Regions from separate parts of the Anser cygnoides genome. Here region 2 is linked to region 1. A link is a contact called in public Hi-C data. All regions are on one chromosome and are shown on one strand. Each heading gives the region's core, a stretch centred on a gene start, on an enhancer-like site or on the middle of the called end of the contact. The rest is flanking DNA. Distances are from core to core; before and after follow the strand shown. Region 1 holds the start of PPIP5K2 (diphosphoinositol pentakisphosphate kinase 2). Region 2 holds the start of NUDT12 (nudix hydrolase 12).

Region 1 (4,311 bases), core at 500-2,999:
CAATGACAAGACCTTTGCCCCACTGAATACTTCGTTTTACATAAGCAAGACCTGGCTTTCACAAACAGCCAAGTCTCTTGTCATTCAACATTACAATTTTAAAGCAGTTCTCTCCTAATTGAGAGAACTTGTACAGATAAAACGCTTAGCAGTACAACCCTCTCTACCAGGAAAGAGGGTGTTTCAGAATAGGAAGGACTGAAGCCAGAACATGGCACTGTTTCTAGCAATCTTGGCTGGCAGAGCAGTTTCTTGGAAATTTAGAGCTGATAGTACAAGCCAAAACAGCTGACAGAATTGGTAAATTGGATAAGAGCAGGAAGGAAGGTGAGGCTACCATGATAAGAGTATTATTGTTGTTGTTTTAAAGCAGTTGATTAACTAGCATATCTGATAAGAAAAGATTATTTTAACTGTTCTTCACCAGCACTCTATTTACAAGGGATATGCACTTAAGCTTCGCTCAGGGCTTCTCCTGAAGGTGAATCAGCAGTTACCCAAGCACATCTGGAAGTCAAAAGGTATAATTCCTCACTGAAACATTGGGATAAAGGACCATTTTGGTTTTACAGATTTTCACATATTGCAAGAAAACACATTCCAGAACAGCCTGTATTCTTTCAGTAGTTTTTGCTCATCATGCACATCTTGTTTGAGACAGTGAATGTTCTCTATGCAGCACATGGCTGTGGGCTCTAAAAAATAAAAATGTTGCACAGCCATAAGACACATCTGAGCAGGACCACAGCTCATACTTCAGCTGAAGAGAAGTTGTCTTCATTCCTGCTGTGTCAGTTTCTGATATAAAAACTGGGTAGAGTGCACATAAACCAGTGAAGAAAGAACACATGATGGAGCATCCACATGCATTTAGAGTACTGACCAGGATCCTAAACTATCAAATTTAAGTACTGGAGCAGACTGCTGGATCACTGCCTAAAAGGAAGACATTAAGTGCGCTTCCTGCCTTTATATTTGGTTTCCTGAGCCCCTACTCATTTTTCCCCCAATACTACGGTCTTTATAGTTTGTTTTGCTCTATCTTGGGAAAAAAATAAATCTGAAGACAACAAGTTATGTGATCTTCCAGTTTTATTTCGGAATAAATCATTGCTACAGGTAATTCGTATGCTACCTCTGCCAGTATTTGTAACTTATCTAGCACTCTATAAAAATGATGTAATTATACAATCAATAATCAGTTCCCAACACTTTTTAAGTAGGAAAAGAAAGCACTGCTTTACAGTCAAGGAAAATATTTAGTCAAAGAGATCGAAAGTTTCCTATAACCCGGCCTCTTTGTTTGAGTGTCTTAGCCAAAGCAGTGGTAGCTCTTAAGACTCGGCTAATTCGCTTTTTAACATCCAGTTTCCCTCAAAAACACTACGGTAACTGCGAGGCGCTTTCCATCCCAGGAGCCAGCACTCCTGGCCGCGCCAGGTGCCCCCCACAGGGGCACCTTACAGCACCTGGGCGCTACGGGAGGCTCGCAAGATGGCGCCGCCCGCCCACGGCCACGTAAGGCAGTAAGGGCCCGCGGCCATCGCGCGGCGAGTAACTCGCTAACGCTGGGAAGGAAAGCGAAGGGAAGTGGCCCTCACTGCCAACCTCCCGCCGCGCCCCAGCCACGCCCCCCTCCAGACTACAACCCCCATCATGCACCGCGCCGCTCTCAGCCCCCCCCCCCCCACGCGGGGCACGCCGGGAGCAGGCAGCTCGAAGCGGCAAGGCCCGCACATGCGCGGAGCGGTGCCGACGCGATCTTTTTTCCTCCCCCCCCACCTCTCCCCACCCCGTCCCGCCCTGCGCGCCGCGCCCCTGGCCAGCCGTGGGGCGCCGCCTTGCACGCACCTGCTGCAGCCGAGGTACCACGGCCGCTCCCCTCCGCCCTCCTCACCGCGGCGGCTGCCACCTCCCTCGCGGGACTTATGTGGCGCCCCCGGAAGCGCGGCGGCAGCTGCGGACAGGGTGGGGGCGGGCTGCCGCGGGGGGCGGGGCGAGGCGGGGCGGGGGCGCGCGGGCACGAGCACGCACGAGCACGGGCACGAGTACGGGCACGAGCACGAGGCGGTGGCGGCTCCTCCATGGGAGCCGGCGGGGGCGGGGACGGCGCCGGGCGCGGCGGCGGCGCCACGCACAGGTGAGGCGAGGCGAGGCCGCGGGCGGTTGATGGCGGTTGGCGGCGGTTGGGGGCCCTCACAGCGCCCCCCCCCCCCCCCCCCTCGTAACGGCCCCCATCGAGCCCCACGGCTTGTGGTTCGGGCAGAGTAACAAAGCCGCTCGGGTATGAAGCTGGTCCTGGTAGGGGCAGCCGGCCGGTGCGACGGGACGTGTTTGTGCTTCACCCGTGAGAAACGTGGGGTTTTTGGTGCCGGTTCGCGTGCGCTGGCTGGCCGGTGCTTTTGGCGAAGGAGTTTTGTGCTCCTGGCGGCTGTGGTTAGAAGGGAGCAGGCCCGCAGGGGCTGCCGGGGCTGTGGTACTGGGCTTTCGCATCTCTGCAAGTATAAAGTCAGAGTAAGAGGCTCTTCTGTCCGCGAGCACGCGGGGAAGCTGTTTTCACGTCTTTGAATCGGATCTCTAACAAAAGCCGGCCTTCCTCGGAACATCCAGAGTTGCTGCAAATATAGGTGTCTGCGTGAGATGTGCCTGGCAAGGTTTGATTAGGAAATGAACTTGACAATTAATGATATGGAGGTTATCTGTTCTGTGGCTGTGCGGGAGCAGCGCTAGTGATGCATGCCAAGCATCGGTTTGTTTGCCTGTTTTTAAAAGTTCTCCTTTTCTGTCTGAGGGATGACAGTGATGTTTAGCAGAATGCTTTTTTTTTTTTTTCTTTTTTCTTTTAAGGCAGTTCTGACTCTTGTGTTGAATGATTTTAGTAGTTGACATTCCCGTTTCAACTCTCTGACTGCTGAAGGGTTGAAGGCTGTGAGAAATGCAGTATTTGGGGTGCCTCATTTTAAAACTCTGAGTAAGTTTCAGCAGACCTCCATACGCGTGCTGAAAAGTTGTACTTTTAAGCAGTGAGATGTTAGGAAAAAAATGGTTCTGCGAGTGAATAATTTGATGAGGGAAAGATATTTGCATTGAAAAGATATTTCACTTTGTTAACTCTAAATGTCTAGAAATATTTTGCTTAACTGCAGAATTACTAGGAAGGAAATCAAATACAGGTAAGTCAGCAAGCTAGTTACTGTCTGAAAACTATGGCCATTGTGTTTTAAGACTAGAAACCTCATTCATCGACAACATAAAGGGCATGTCTTTGCTCTCTATAAGCTGGCTTTTTAACAGAATCCTGGTTCATATGGTTGTGTGGAGCTGTAAAGTTTTAGTTGGCTGGGTTATGCTGCGGTGATACAGAGGGTCAGGTTGAAACCCCACTTTAGGCACAAGCTTGTAGGTAGAACAGTTCTTGGGTAAAAACATCCATGTCTCTGGCAGATTTGGGCAACTGCAGTTAGTTGTCCAGTCCAACTATGTTATTTCAAGAAATGTAAGCAAGCAGCACTAGCCACAGTTGTTTCCAGTAGAAAATGCCAGTAAGGTGGGTATTTTTGGACTCCTGTTGGTCTAGAGCATAGGCATCACACTGGTAAGTTTTGGCACAGTAGGTATCTTCTGCTTGGAACCTGGAGCAGGGAGCTCTCTCCTGTAAGAAGAAACCCACAGCTTCAAAGAAAACTGTTGGTGGATGGGGAACGTGCAGTTAGATTATCGCAGCCTAGTGGTCAGAGCAGTTGAGTGGAGCAGAGCAAACGCTGTTTCTGTTCCCTCCTGTCTCAGTGGTTTCAAGTAGTTTATCAGAAAAATGTCTTGGTGGTTACCAAGCAGAAAAAAAAGCGTGAGTAAAAGCACCTGTGCACTTAAGAGCTGAAGATGGAGTGCAGGTAACAGTGCAGAAATTAACAGGCCAGGGAAAATGTTTGGAGCAAATAACTGTCAAGGAAGACTTCTGGCTCTTGTTGGTTCTTCAGAATGCTTCTTCAGGTCTTAGTAGAGCAGTGAAGTGAAACTGAAAGGTTGGTCAGTCTCAGTTGTGGAAAGGGAGCTGTTAATTTTTCTGGTTGAGTAATACGTAAAGTACTACATGAGAATGGTTTTGGAACAGTGTACAAAATATTTGTGGCATTCCTGTAAACAGAAGGAATTTGGTGTTTTCGCAGTTGTCTTTAGCATAGGCCATGGCTTTTCATCTGTCAGTCTGAGAGTTGTGCTAGGCTTTTGGGTACAGCCAAGTGGCTTACTAAAAACAACAAATGGAGACTACTCCTCAGCTTCTCTGTTGTATAATTCGCATAGTGTCATCTC
Region 2 (4,489 bases), core at 562-3,061, 180 kb after region 1:
ATTCAGGCTTTGGAAAAATCTTCTCTGAAGTTTCAAAAACTTTGCAGCATTTTGTGCTTTTCTCAGTGTCTTGCCAGACTAGAACTACAGGAGTTGAAGATGGACAACAAATGTATTAAAACAAGTCTTTGACAAGCAAAGAACATGCATGGTGTCACAGTGACTGAATAAAAAAATATGACAGCTGAAAGAGGAAGGAAGACACATCTAAAAGAAAAGCAGCATGAAATTCAGAAATCACTAACTTTGGTGTAGGTACGTCTGTCATATCCTACATAATGGTCAATATGTCTGCAAACATTCTGCACTGTAACATAGATGCAAGTGGATTACAATTAAACCTTACGGAAAAAGCCTAAGTAGAACAATCACATACATCAAATTTATATTCAGAACACTGTTTGGAATGGGGTACAAATTCTGTTCTGTTCTGCAGGTTTCTGTGAGGACTGACAATGTATCTTTGAAGATCAATAATTTTAGGGATCCTTATATCTTTTCAACAGTTTTTAGCAAATAGCACAATCCAGTTATAAAATGACACAAAGCATGTAATTCTGAATTTTAAGCCTGAATATTCTTCCACTATCTGTTGAGTAAATTTACTTGTTTGACGTCATATTTAACTGGACAGAAAGAAATTTAGGGCAGAACTCTTCAGTGGGACCTACTAAACAGCTTACCCTTCTTCCAGAAGAATCCGTACTATGTCAAAGTGTCCATTTCTTGCACCATACATCAAGGCCGTCCAGCCGTTATCTGCAGCTGCATTGATAAGTGATGGTGAATGGCTGAGCAACGCTTTCAGTTTGGCTGCATCTCCAACAGCAGCAAAATTATGCAGCTGAGAAATCATTTCCTGATGGAGGTTCTTTTCAAAGCCTGTCATTGTCTCAGCTAAGTTGGAAAGCAAAAATGCATGAAAATATATCAGCCATTAGTAAAAACAATTCAAGTAAACGACATAAATTTAATGCTATAAAGGCAACCCAACACTGTCACCAAATTGGTGATATAACAGTAAAATTCTTATAATTAGCATGAAATTGTTAATCCTCAACAAATCTTAGTCCCACACATCACCAGACATGCCAAATTTTTACCCTAAAAATCAAGACTCGTTTGAAAGAGGCTTAAGGACAAGAATATTGTACTATGAAATTGAAGCCTATTTGAATATGGAAAACATGTTCTGGTTTCTGATCAAACAAGTACACAGATAAGACCTTTGAACAGTGCAAAAGTCCACTCCAATAAACGAATCTCGGTCGGATATTCTAAAAAAAAATGCAAAATAAATGTAAGACAGCAGTCCCCTTCCAGGGAAAAGGCCTGTTCACCTCACTCTGAGGCGCTTTTTGCTGAGTGGATCTCTACTCGGGAGCGGTGACAAATTAATTTAGTAACTTGCGCTATGACTCCTGAGGTTTCGATCCCTTCAGAGGGCAGTCTCTGCGGCAAACAAGCACCTCTAGCATTTCAGGGGCGTTCAGCGCCACCAAACTCCGTTGTCCACCCTCCTCCAGAGGCCCGACGTTTCACAACCCCCGCGGCATCTCTGAACAGCATTACAAACACAGCCGCTGACGCATGACTGACTACCAAAAAGGGCCAAACTCGGCTTTTCGCCACGAACAACGCCGATGACCTGCGCGTTCACAAACCCACTTCACGCCCCGAGCCGCCGCCAGTGCCTGGCGTTGGCCAGGCACCGCCGGATCCCAGCCCGGGCAGCCTTCGGGGGGGCACCGCAGCGCTGCGCTGACCAGGCGAGGGGGGCAGCACGGGACGGGGAGGTGCTCGGGGGAGCCCCGTTACCGTGAGCAGCCCGGTCGCCGCGGGGAGCTGGACTCCGGGCGCCCTTCCGCCGCCGTGGGGGCGCGTCCCGCCGCCGCCCCGCCCCGCGGGCCCAGGCCTGCCCAGCGCGGGCTGGCTGGAGGCTGGAGTCTGGGAACGGGACTCGGCCTTCAGGGCGGCTGGGGGAATGGGGGAGAGGGGGAGAAGGTTTCGGGACAGAGTTTATGCTGCCGGCAGGGTGAGGAACGGAGGGACGGCTCGACTTGCGGGCGATACCTGGTTTTAGTTACGGAGACCAGCCAGGCTTTGTTTACTTGTTTATTTCCCACCACGCTAACAGAAAGCAAAACCAAGTTATCAATAGAACGCACGAGTGTTTGCGAGACAAGTGGAGCAAATGATACGCAGCTGGGGGAGGTAGTTAAAAGGGAGGCCGGAAAGCCTAAAAACACCAGGAGGCAGGTTAACATACACACTTTCATTGACGCTGTGGAAAGCTTGGGGAAATCGTGGCTGCACCAGTCCTAGAGGAATGCGTGTAGTTAAGCTATCATTACGTCCTAGGAGCTACCAAAAGCGGCATCAGAGTGCACTGAATAAGCACCAAGAGCATGGCCTGTGGTTAGCTATCCTCGGCAGAGAACTAGCCCTGTGAGATGCACTCCCTTTCTATCCCCAGTAGGAGCAATGCAGGAGCGAAGCAGTGAGTGTGTGCATGAGGAATTGATAGGAGTATTCTTCCAGACAGGAACAAATGGAAAGTTAAGGGATGTGATTTTAATTTTGTTTAATCAGCTGGAAGCTATCTAGCCATACCTGATACAATGAGGGTCATCTATCCATATATCAATAATTGTTTCCACCTGGTGAAGAGCTGCCACCAGCCCTTCAATACGTGATTTCCAGCGGCATTCTTCCTTTCTGTGATTATTAATGACTGAAGTAGGAAATAGTTTTCTCATTGTAATATGTGATAAATTAGCGGGTGTTTGTTCATTGTCTTTAAAAGGAATTCAGAGGATCTGCTGAGAAGATAAGGTTTTGCAATTTACGACCTTGTTAAGGGGGAAGACTAAGCAAGTAGATAGTGGGGAGGGGGTGTTGGATAAACATCCTTGGTAAAACAAAGACTCTGTGAAATACTGTTTCCCGCTTCACTACCCTCCCCCTTGAACACGAGCACAACGCATGATCATCGAAAGAAAAACAACGACCCCCAACAACGAACTGCGCAGCTTCAGAAGGTCCAACAAGTCCTGACAAACCGAAACTTGGATGCTATAAAACGGCGACACTGAAAAGGGAAAGTTGCGTGCTGTGGTGGAGCGGAGACTCCCCAGCCGCCCAGCGCTGTTTTGCTTGTGCCTGCTTACTTAATTAATAAAATATTTCTGATAGACCAAGAAATTTGTATGGTCTCACTTATAACATAATAGACATTCAAAGGCACAAATTACTTATCTTCTTAGTAGTGTCTTAAATCTGCCATATATTCAATTATCACCACGCAGCTTTACATCCTGATCTGTGTAATAAAGTCACTGATCTCACAGGTGGGCTGAAGCATTCTTTGTGTTCAGGCAACTGAATCTCGTCTGGTAGCATGCTACAGAACTTTGTTTACTGGAATAACTCATGTTACCCTGATAAAAGCTTAGAAACTTGCTTTCCTTGTTTGGACAAGGAAAAATATCAAGAATAAGAAAGCATCTTAGTACACAGACAGAAGATGAGGAGGGAGACTAAGCTGAGAGATGGATATTTGGGAATTCAGAAAGAAGCATATCGCTTGAAGCTTCTATGAGACGAAGTATAGGCAGTTTCCTTAATGTTCATATTCAAGAATTTTTATTTCATGAATTTTCATTCATGAATTTTTAAAGGTTTTAGTTCTGCTAACAAGTTCAGTTATAATGCTGGATAAAATGTTATGATTTCTCGTGGTTATGTGGAACTTTATTTAATCACAGCTGAATTTTCTAAGACGAATTTAATGATTCTTTGGAAAAATATGCAATGTTAACTGTCACTTTAAAAACTTGATACCTTTGAAGTATTTAGCATCTAAGTAGTGCTTATTAAGAGGGTCAAAGTGGTGCTGGACTTTGGTATGATTCTTGAATCCTTGAACTTTGGAAAAATATATGCGTATGTGAACATATATGTATGTTATATAAATACAGTCTAGTATAGCCTTTGACTTGACTGAGTCTGTTAGCTCTTTAGTAGTGGGGAACATTGTTGTGAAGTGTATTTATAAGGCTTCTGGAGTTTGAGTAAGGTTGTCAGTGTGAGAATGGAAATGGGTGCTGCACCACTAATTTACTTCAATCTCGAAAGAGTCTCTAGTGGCTCTGTAATGATAGTGACTAATGATACTGTCTTCAAAATGCATGCTGATTACTGCAGACAACAAATAGAGAGTCATGTCTGAATGCTCTGATGCCCTATTCATTTTGTGTTGCAGCCTCTAGAAAAAAGTTGCATGCTCTGTAAAGAATGTAACAGTGCCACTGGGAGCACTAAAATGTGCGGGCAAAATGGAGTTGAAGTGTCTGCAAGAAGTGAGACAGCACTGCTCCTGTTACCCTAAAAGATGGCAAAATGATAGTACAAATGGGAGAGAAGCAGTCTGAACCGAAGTGTTGATCCTCAGTTGTTTCATAACCTTACCTGCAAAAGCTTAGCAGTA

What was found. A called contact is a pair of places that touch in the nucleus more often than the background predicts.
Region 2: a Hi-C map of liver shows a contact between it and region 1, with 1.8 times the contacts expected there. The contact joins the promoter of NUDT12 here to the promoter of PPIP5K2 in region 1. A contact is called at or near these places in 2 of 7 Hi-C or Micro-C datasets (both in liver).

The regions. Positions count from the first base shown.
Region 1 is chrZ:25,631,837-25,636,147 of Taihu_goose_T2T_genome, forward strand. PPIP5K2 (diphosphoinositol pentakisphosphate kinase 2) reads left to right here and starts at 1,750. Exons shown (of 31, transcript XM_066988460.1): 1 at 1,750-1,865. GIN1 (gypsy retrotransposon integrase 1) reads right to left here and starts at 1,998. Exons shown (of 8, transcript XM_066988477.1): 1 at 1,852-1,998.
Region 2 is chrZ:25,810,803-25,815,291 of Taihu_goose_T2T_genome, forward strand. It overlaps NUDT12 (nudix hydrolase 12), which reads right to left and starts at 1,812. Exons shown (of 8, transcript XR_010827825.1): 1 at 1,341-1,812; 2 at 684-897.